2 separate regions of the Hordeum vulgare genome follow, and region 1 is linked to region 2. Evidence: chromatin contacts called from public Hi-C data. All regions are on one chromosome and are shown on one strand. The core of a region is the stretch at or near the end of the contact, and the rest is flanking DNA. Distances in the headings are between cores, read along the strand shown.

What was found. Hi-C and Micro-C count contacts between places; a contact is called where the count stands out from the background.
Region 1: a Hi-C map of seedling shows a contact between it and region 2, with 5 times the contacts expected there. The contact joins the enhancer-like site here to the promoter of LOC123401227 in region 2. A contact is called at or near these places in 1 of 6 Hi-C or Micro-C datasets (seedling) and 1 of 1 datasets of contacts at active chromatin or transcription factors (embryo).

What each region holds. Positions count from the first base shown.
Region 1 is chr6H:332,640,304-332,644,553 of MorexV3_pseudomolecules_assembly, forward strand. No RefSeq gene overlaps it. Among protein-coding and RNA genes, the nearest start is that of LOC123402119, 190 kb to the right of the region's middle. Within about 2 kb of position 1,313, at least 2 of the 3 cell types and tissues checked have open chromatin away from gene starts, as enhancers often do. A contact at or near this core is called in seedling, where this site is marked.
Region 2 is chr6H:332,355,533-332,359,484 of MorexV3_pseudomolecules_assembly, forward strand. It overlaps LOC123401227 (protein GLE1-like), which reads right to left and starts at 1,879. Exons shown (of 15, transcript XM_045094966.1): 1 at 1,721-1,879; 2 at 1,478-1,624; 3 at 1,254-1,394; 4 at 607-730. The coding sequence starts at 1,722.

The sequences.
Region 1 (4,250 bases), core at 63-2,562, 280 kb after region 2:
GACGAAAAAGGTAAAACTCCTAGTGCATAGGATTTCCTAAACACGCAGCCCCATGGTAGGCGCCAACTATTGTGGGAATGATCGTGACAATAATACGAGGGCTACGAATGAGGGGCGCATCCTAGCTAGGGCGTTGTGGATACACTCGACTGTACGAGTTCGGGCCCCATTGGGGAGTGGTAACAACCCTACGTCTCGAGCCTTGGAGGCTCGTGTTTGCTTATAGAATATGTGATAGTACAGAATGTTGAACCCTTGGTTATGAGCTCGGGGGTGGCTTGTATAGAGTGTGCCACGATCAGTCGGATCTCATTACAAGGGAGAGTAAAACTAATAACTACACGAGTTACCAGTAACGGCAGCGCTAACTTTAACGTTATTGGTAATGCGCATTTTCACTACACTTCATGTGATAGTTTAAGTCTCTAGCCGTTGCAGTCCCTTCGTTGCCCATGCCTTGCTGCAGTCCAGGTGTAGAGGTACATGTGACTGCTACAAGATGGTTCGAGTTACCTCAAGCGGACCGAGTGAAGGTACACTTGTCCGAGTAAAGTCATGACTGCATAGGTGGCTTTTACGACGCTGATGTCCATGTAGGGTCTTGGACAGGCCTAACGATATAGGTCCATAGGACTACCCTTAATGTACTACCCGGCCACCTCTCTCTTACGCCACGAAGGCTCCAATGTTGCTTTCGAACACGTGATCCCCACGCCCGAAGTGCATCTGAGGCGCATCGAGCTCCCCCAAGTCTTCCCTTTGCCTAATACCCCTCCTCGAGCCCCCTCGAGCATCCCAGAGTGTCCCTCCCCCTCCAATTCATTTGCTAGCCCGCGGAACCAAGCCCCCGAGCTCGAATTTCTCCCCCATGAACGACAATGTCTGCCTCGGCCTCCACTCGAATCCGAGCTCCCCGTGGTCCATCTCTTCGTGTGACCACCGTGGACCCCCTAGACTCCTTGCAGCCATGTCACCGCCCTTCTCCCAACGAGGTCACCTGTACCTCGGAGCCATAGCGGCCCAACGGCTTTCCCCGCAGCCATCCCGAGCCGCCGCCGCCGCCACGGCCCTCCCCGCGGGCACACACCACAGGGTTGAGCGCGACACGAACCCTAGAGCTCACAGGAGGTGGCCGAAGCCACCGAAGCAGGCGCCGGCGTGCGCTCGACCCCGTCTCCCCTGCCTTCCCCTGTTCGAGCGGGAGGAGGGAGAGGGACCTGACTAGCGGGCCCTGCGTGTAAGCCACACCCGGTCGGGCCCGACTGCTTAAGTGGAAAGGTCCTCGGGGCATGGTCGTTTTTTCCCGCAGAAAATATACTCCCTTGAGTACGTCTTCGGCGTGGTTTCTGTGCGGGCGTGCGCGAGGAGCTGGGCTAGGCCAGTGCACGGTGCTAAGTTGCGCCTAGTGCATAACTTAGGCCCACTTAGGTAAATCTTTTTTTCCTTTTTCTTTTTCCTGTTACACAAAATTAATTCTAGAAAACTCATTATAACTCCAAATTCGATGATTGAAATTCCTAGTGGTTTCTAAAATTGTGCTCTATCCAACACTATTCCCTACACCTTTTCTGTGTGGAACTTTTCTGTAAGGTTCAAATTCAAATTCAAATGTGAATTATTCAAACCCCTCACTTTACAAAATCCCTGGAGAGTTCAAATCAACTCCAAATGGAGTGATCGAAATTTCCAGGGGCTCTAAAAATCATACCCTATTTATCTTTCCATGGTTAACAATTTTCCTATACTATATTATGGTGGGGTCAAATAAATTGCCTCATTTCCCATTTATTCCATCTTAGAAAACCCCTGGGAAATTCATCCCAACTCCAAATCGAGTGAGACCACTTCCAAATTTATCGTAAAATCTTGCCCTATTTGATAGGTGCATCCAAACACTTTCCTAAAAATATTTTCAGTAGACTACTCATAGCATCATAAATCCCTTCGTTTCCACCTTTCGGAAAATCCTCGTTGACCCAGATCCAGTAAAACCTCTTTGGTTAATTTTCTTATAGCCACGGGTGTCTAATAAAAATGGGCTTCCTATTTAAGAACACATCTATTTTCCTTCTTGTTGTGTTGCTTATTGTGGTTGTTACGACAATAGTTGACGAAGTAGACGAGGTGCTCGGAGTTGGACTAGAAGTTTGTGAAGACCTTGAAGAATTTGCTGAGCCAGGAAAGCAGCCTTTTAACCATGTATAAGAAACCATTATTTTGCATGGTGTGGGGACCCCGACTTATGAGTCGAGATCGCCAATTGAATGTGGTCAGTGATCTCATAGATAAATGCTCACCGAACACAAACTAGTAGAAAATGGCCCATTTGTCCCGGTTCCAGAGGCCCATTAGCCCCGGTTCCGGAACCGGGACTAAAGGGTCGGGACTAAAGCCCAAAACCTTTAGTCCCGGTTCCTTTACGAACCGGGACAGAAGGGCCTCCACGTGGCCTCTGCGGGGAGCCCAGGCAGGAGGGCCTGTAGTTCCAGTTGGTAATACGAATTAGGACGAGGAGGTGGTTTTTTTTGAATGGGGTGTGTGTTGGGGGTTTTGGAGGGTTAATTTAAGGGTTTCATATTGTGTTAGCTAGCTAATAGAGAGAAGTGTCCTCTCTTTCTCCGTGATGTAGAAGTAATGACTTCAGCAAGTTATCTTCGGTCTCTTAGGTATTGTGGCATACCGACCATTCATTTACAACATCTGGGCTAATGAACTCAACGTCGAAGATTCATCCACACATGAATCTAATCCGCTTTCCTTCCCCCAATGATATAATAACCAATCGTGATCATAATAACAAATCAACATGATAATCATGATCAACATCATCAGCATATTAATATAAAAACTCTTGCATCACTATAGCTAATAATCATCATAGTCATTACTACCAACACTATTTAATCATCTTTTTCGTCAATGAGACATCATATAACAAAAGTTGGTCACTAGTCATAATCACAACTGCTCCTCCTCATCATCATCAACTATAACACATTGCAGCACATAATAACACATTGTACCTAGGACCTACTCCTCTCTCATAGGACCTACTCTACCCTCTCTTAGGTAGAATATCATAAAACAAGATAGGCCCTAACTCTCCATTATGGAGAATGGAGATCATCTTGTCTCCCATTCTTGGCCTACGCACAATGTTGCTTCCAAGTAGCTCTCTACGATAGACCATACATTTTTTACAATCTTTGATTTGTCATTTCATCTGTTTGTGAAATCCGGTATGAACAGGAGTGATGCAGATACCTAGGCTGACCTGGTCGTATGCTCATAACATCAATGCGACCTCTTGGAAACATTAGATGAGGAACACAATCTTGCAGGATTTTCTGTTGAAAAACATAGTACTAACTTTGTAGCTAGCAATGTAGTTTAGTTTTACAAGAGTTCATGCAAAAGATGCACGGATGTCGTAATAGTAGAAAATCTTACCATGCAATCTCCATGCATGTTACCGTAGTTCACCACGTGCACTAGTGGCACGTATTAACCATAATGTGGGGGAGTTTGCTGATAGGTATTGTAATTCTCAAGATCATTGATAAATGCGACAAGATGATGTTTCTCCTTACAAGTTAATTCCGCTTCATCATTGTAGTAATAGATTCCGTCTACCATCTTCCGTACATTTTTTGAAGAACGAAAATAAGTTTTCAATGGAAGTAAGTTGTCAACTATTTTTAAATAAACAATATAAATTACTTAAAAATATGGTTGAGAAACTCACATAATGGTAGAACTGGAGGCGTGTGCACATCGACCCAGATGTCGATATTACCTTCAATTTCATCTTCCGGACGAATATCAAAGGTGATAAGCATATTAGGCTCAAATGCATAAGCCTTGCATAGTTCTTGAAAATTTGCGCATTTAAAATAGGAGTAGGTGTCTGCATTGTACAACTTTACGACAAAAGTATAACCATGCTCGGTCCTCAAGTGAACTCTCTTTACCTCCATAGTTTTTTCAGTGCTGAAACCAATCTTATCCAAGACATAAATTCTTGCATGGTAGGGGATACGCTAGTAGAATATTAAAAAATAAAAAATATAAGTTGAAGCAAAAGAAGTCATGCTTAATTACGAAAAAAGGCTTGTCGTTGTGACTTAGTGTATCCACTTCGAAGTCCTCATCCAACATGATGCTCAAGCGCCTATCATCAACTAGGTGAGGTGTGTCGCATAGGCCGCGCTCGTCTTGCCAGTATTCGCACTAGCGAATTTCCTTTCATC
Region 2 (3,952 bases), core at 629-3,128:
ATCCAGCTATAATCGAAGATCTAAAAAAGACACCCAAAAGAAAAGACAATAAGTGTATGTAGAATAGGTATATCAACATTTACCCGGATCCAATAATAATAAATTTACTTCTTTGGGGTCCCTGTTATTTCGCTCCCTGGATCGTAATATTCATTGTGCTAAACTTTCATGTGTTCAAAAATTCTCACGTCAAGTTGCCAACTAACAAAAGTACCCCTTTTTTTGGTTCCTGCACTGTGCAAAGTTTTTTCTTGGTTCCTGGACCGTAATCTTCATTGTGCAGAACTTCCATGTCTCATTATGCAAATTATGTTCAAAATGTCGAGGTGTGTTACATCAATTGTCAGTATAGCATGTCCAGTAATAAGCTTAAACAGAACCAAGAAGCTCCATCCAGATATTAAAACTGTGAGATGGACAAAAAGATGTGAAGTTCCCACATGCCCGGAACACTTAAAAGGCAGTTGCAATACACAAACCTTTGCAGGAAAAAATATCTGGCGCAGTATAACTAACAGTTACCCTAAAATGCAATGAGGAAAAATGGCACAAATGCATACTGCGTTTATTAGAGAGGAACAACAGAGTACAATTTCTGGTACACACTTGAATTTTGAGATGATGATCGCGTTCCAGCTCGAGCAGGATGCTTTTCTCTGTGCTCCTTTTCCCCATCAGGTGGTATGATGTACTGCTGCTATCTAATTCATCCCCTGATTCTTCAAAGCCGCTAGGAATAAATAAATGAGATAACTTAGCTCAGCATGTGGTAAATGAACTGTGATGTGCTTCTTTTTTTAAGCTGTTGCAGATACGAATTCACAAAAGTTCATTGATCTTCTTTGTAAATAAAATTAAATGTGGATAAATCGGGTAGACTAATGATTGTCCTATCAGACTCCATCTAATGTGTTCTGCAATGAGGAGTTATAGAACGATCGGAAGATAGGCAGGTACCAAAACATCAATTTCCAAAAGGAGTTCAACACCACGAGGTTATCATAATCCACCTCAGTGTCCAACGGAGCCTTAGAATCCAAGGCATACACTCAAGAGGCAGACTTGTATAATTCTACAGAATGGCTCAATGGTACCATTATACTTTGCAGGTTGGCCCTAATAAGACCAAAAGGCTATCTCCAGCTAACGAGATGTCAGACGGTCTTTTTCAGGTGATATTGACAAACTATGACACACAAATTTCATGAGAAAAATGCAACTACAGTAACCAAATTGCAGTATAAAGCTCTCACCTGCATTCGAGATCATTACATGAGAACCTGGCTCCGGTCACAAGAGCCCGGGCATCCTCATTATCGTCTTCCTCGTCTGTGTCGTCTTCCTCCTCAATCCGCATCACAAAGGCCTTCTTCCTCGCGCTGCCACCGCTAGCCCTAAATAGACCAAAAAATAAAAGTAGAGTCAAATTCATGGGCAAATCAAACGACAGTAAAATTGCGAGAGAGATGCGAGATACCACTCCGGCTGCTGCTTGAGGGGCGTGGGGGGCGCGGCGCGGCGGGTGGCTTCGAGTGCGTCGAGCTCAGTGAGGACCTCGCCGACGGTCCAGCTCGGGCGGGGGTCGAGCGCCCTGGGGCATCGCAGCTCCAGGCGCGTGAACGCCCTGCGAGGAGGTGGGCAGGGGAGGCAAGGTCAGTCTCAACGAACACCGGCCAGATGGAGGCAGCGGGGGTGCGAAAAAGGGCGAGGCGGGGCTTACATGGCGGTCGTCGCCGGCGAGACAGCGCGCACGCCCTGCCCGGCCGGAACTTGAAGAGGTGCCGCGCGACGGAGGTGCTCGGCGGGCGGCGGACCTGGCGCCCAGGTACGGTCGATTCAGCCAAGGGGTTTGAAAAGAAGGGAACCGATTGGTGAAATCAGGTCAGGTCAGCTCAGCGTCGGATCAACGCAGACTTGCCTAGCCTGGGGCGTCCCTCAGCGTCGGATCAACGCAAACTTGCCTAGCCTGGGGTAGCCAAGGAGTGGTGCGTGGCCCAAATCGAGCGCCTGGCGACCCGCGAAAGCAGCCTGGAGCTTTAGTCGTCAGTTAGGGCCGCTGGACGAGATGGACGAAATTCGGCCATTTCAAAAATTACGGTCAGATCTCGGACGAAATTACAAAATCAAAATTTGAATTTTAAACAAAATTTGAGCGAAATCTGGCCGGAATTCGGCCGAAAAAATTGAAAACAAGCAGAGCAAAAGATAGCGCTCGAACAACGGAGTACGTATATAAATGTTTACCAAACTTTGCATCAGTCTTAAATCAACATGAGATCCAAAAGAAAGGATCGAAACAAAGAACGGGCAGAGGTGCTGCACAGAGCAGAGTTGAGGAGAAGTTGCCGAGAGATTGAGGGGCAGTTCTTTTAAATTCGTAATTCTTCAAAATCATATTTCTGAAAACTGCCCACAGAATTGTTTGGCCACAGAATTATCTATCCAATTCTTTTCTGTGATTCTAACATGTAATTGTTGCATGAGTTGTTTGTTAAAATGTCTCAAATGCCCCTGGATTGAAATAATTGATGAATTGCTAAAACTTGATTATTTCTAACAGTTTATATATATAATATGAATCCAAAAAGAGCTGCAAATCTAATAAGGTATATAATATTACAATACAAAAACGAGTTGCAGATAACATAAAGCGGGCAAATATTACAAATTAGAACCAACGTTGCAATTTAGCTTGTTCTAAATCGGACAAAGTGGTGTGTCCTACCGCCCGATTATTTGCTTTCACCTCCTCTATGCACACATCCATAAAAATGGTATGTGTTGGAGCATCTCAAATAGCTTTCGGATGTTTTACTTTTTTCATCTACAACATTCACATATCAATGTCCATACCATTAAAATTAATACTAAGCAGCAACACAAATCAGCACCCAGCCATGCATACAAACTAACAGCACGCCATCCATATAATCCAACACAAAATTAATACTAAGCAGCAACATATCGGGACCCCGATCCTAAGCCATAGGAATTCAGCATGTAACACATCGCATCTCTTTGCGGTCTCACGCACGGTTATCCCCACGGTTGCAGCCTTACCTTAGCCGGGACCGTTTGCACCTTTTGACTCGCGTATGCAATTATGTCGCTAGCAATCCAATAACAAAGAACCCGGATCGATATGTCTAGTCATAAACCAAAGCGGCAGTTCCGCACACGGACAGGCATACATGACCCAGCAAAGCAGGTGCCGTTCACCAGCGAATGTAGACGAGTCGTAGCAAGCTACAAGGACTCCATTACATCGCGTGACATTTCCCCAAAGGGACAAACACAGCAGCTATGAAGGACACATGCCGGTCAACCAATGTGTCCGGAGCAACAGCGGAAGAGTAAATCTGTCTGAGTACAGACAGATGGAAAGGTAAAGGCACATGGTCTAACTATCTACAGACCCATCCTAGGGCTAGATCGTAGCTGGGATACCAGCTACTCGTCGTCGTCGATGTCTAGGTAGAACCCTCCATTAGGGTCATTAACAACCTCTGCAACAATTTATTAAGTAAACGTGAGTACAAAAGTACTCAGCAAGACTTCAGGAAATCTATCTACTCATGCAATGTATCAACAAGGAGTTGTGGGGTTTCATGCGGAAAGCCAGCATTTGACTCTTGGCTAGACAACTTGCATTTTTAAATAGTTTTGACAACTATGTTTCTCGCACACGAGTCCACTAACACCACAACAATACTCTATCGTGAAATCATTCCGTCTTCCTACGAAAATGTCGTCCACGACACTCACGCTTTTCTTGACAATTTTATGAGTAGCCATTATAGCTATATATGAACAACATATGTTTCCAAGTAGTCCATATCCGCGGACGCGGCTATTCGAATAGATCATAACCCTGCAGGGGTGTACTTCTTCACACACGCTCTCCGCCACTTATCGCCATGTGCACGTCATGCACCTCGGCAACCTTCAAGCG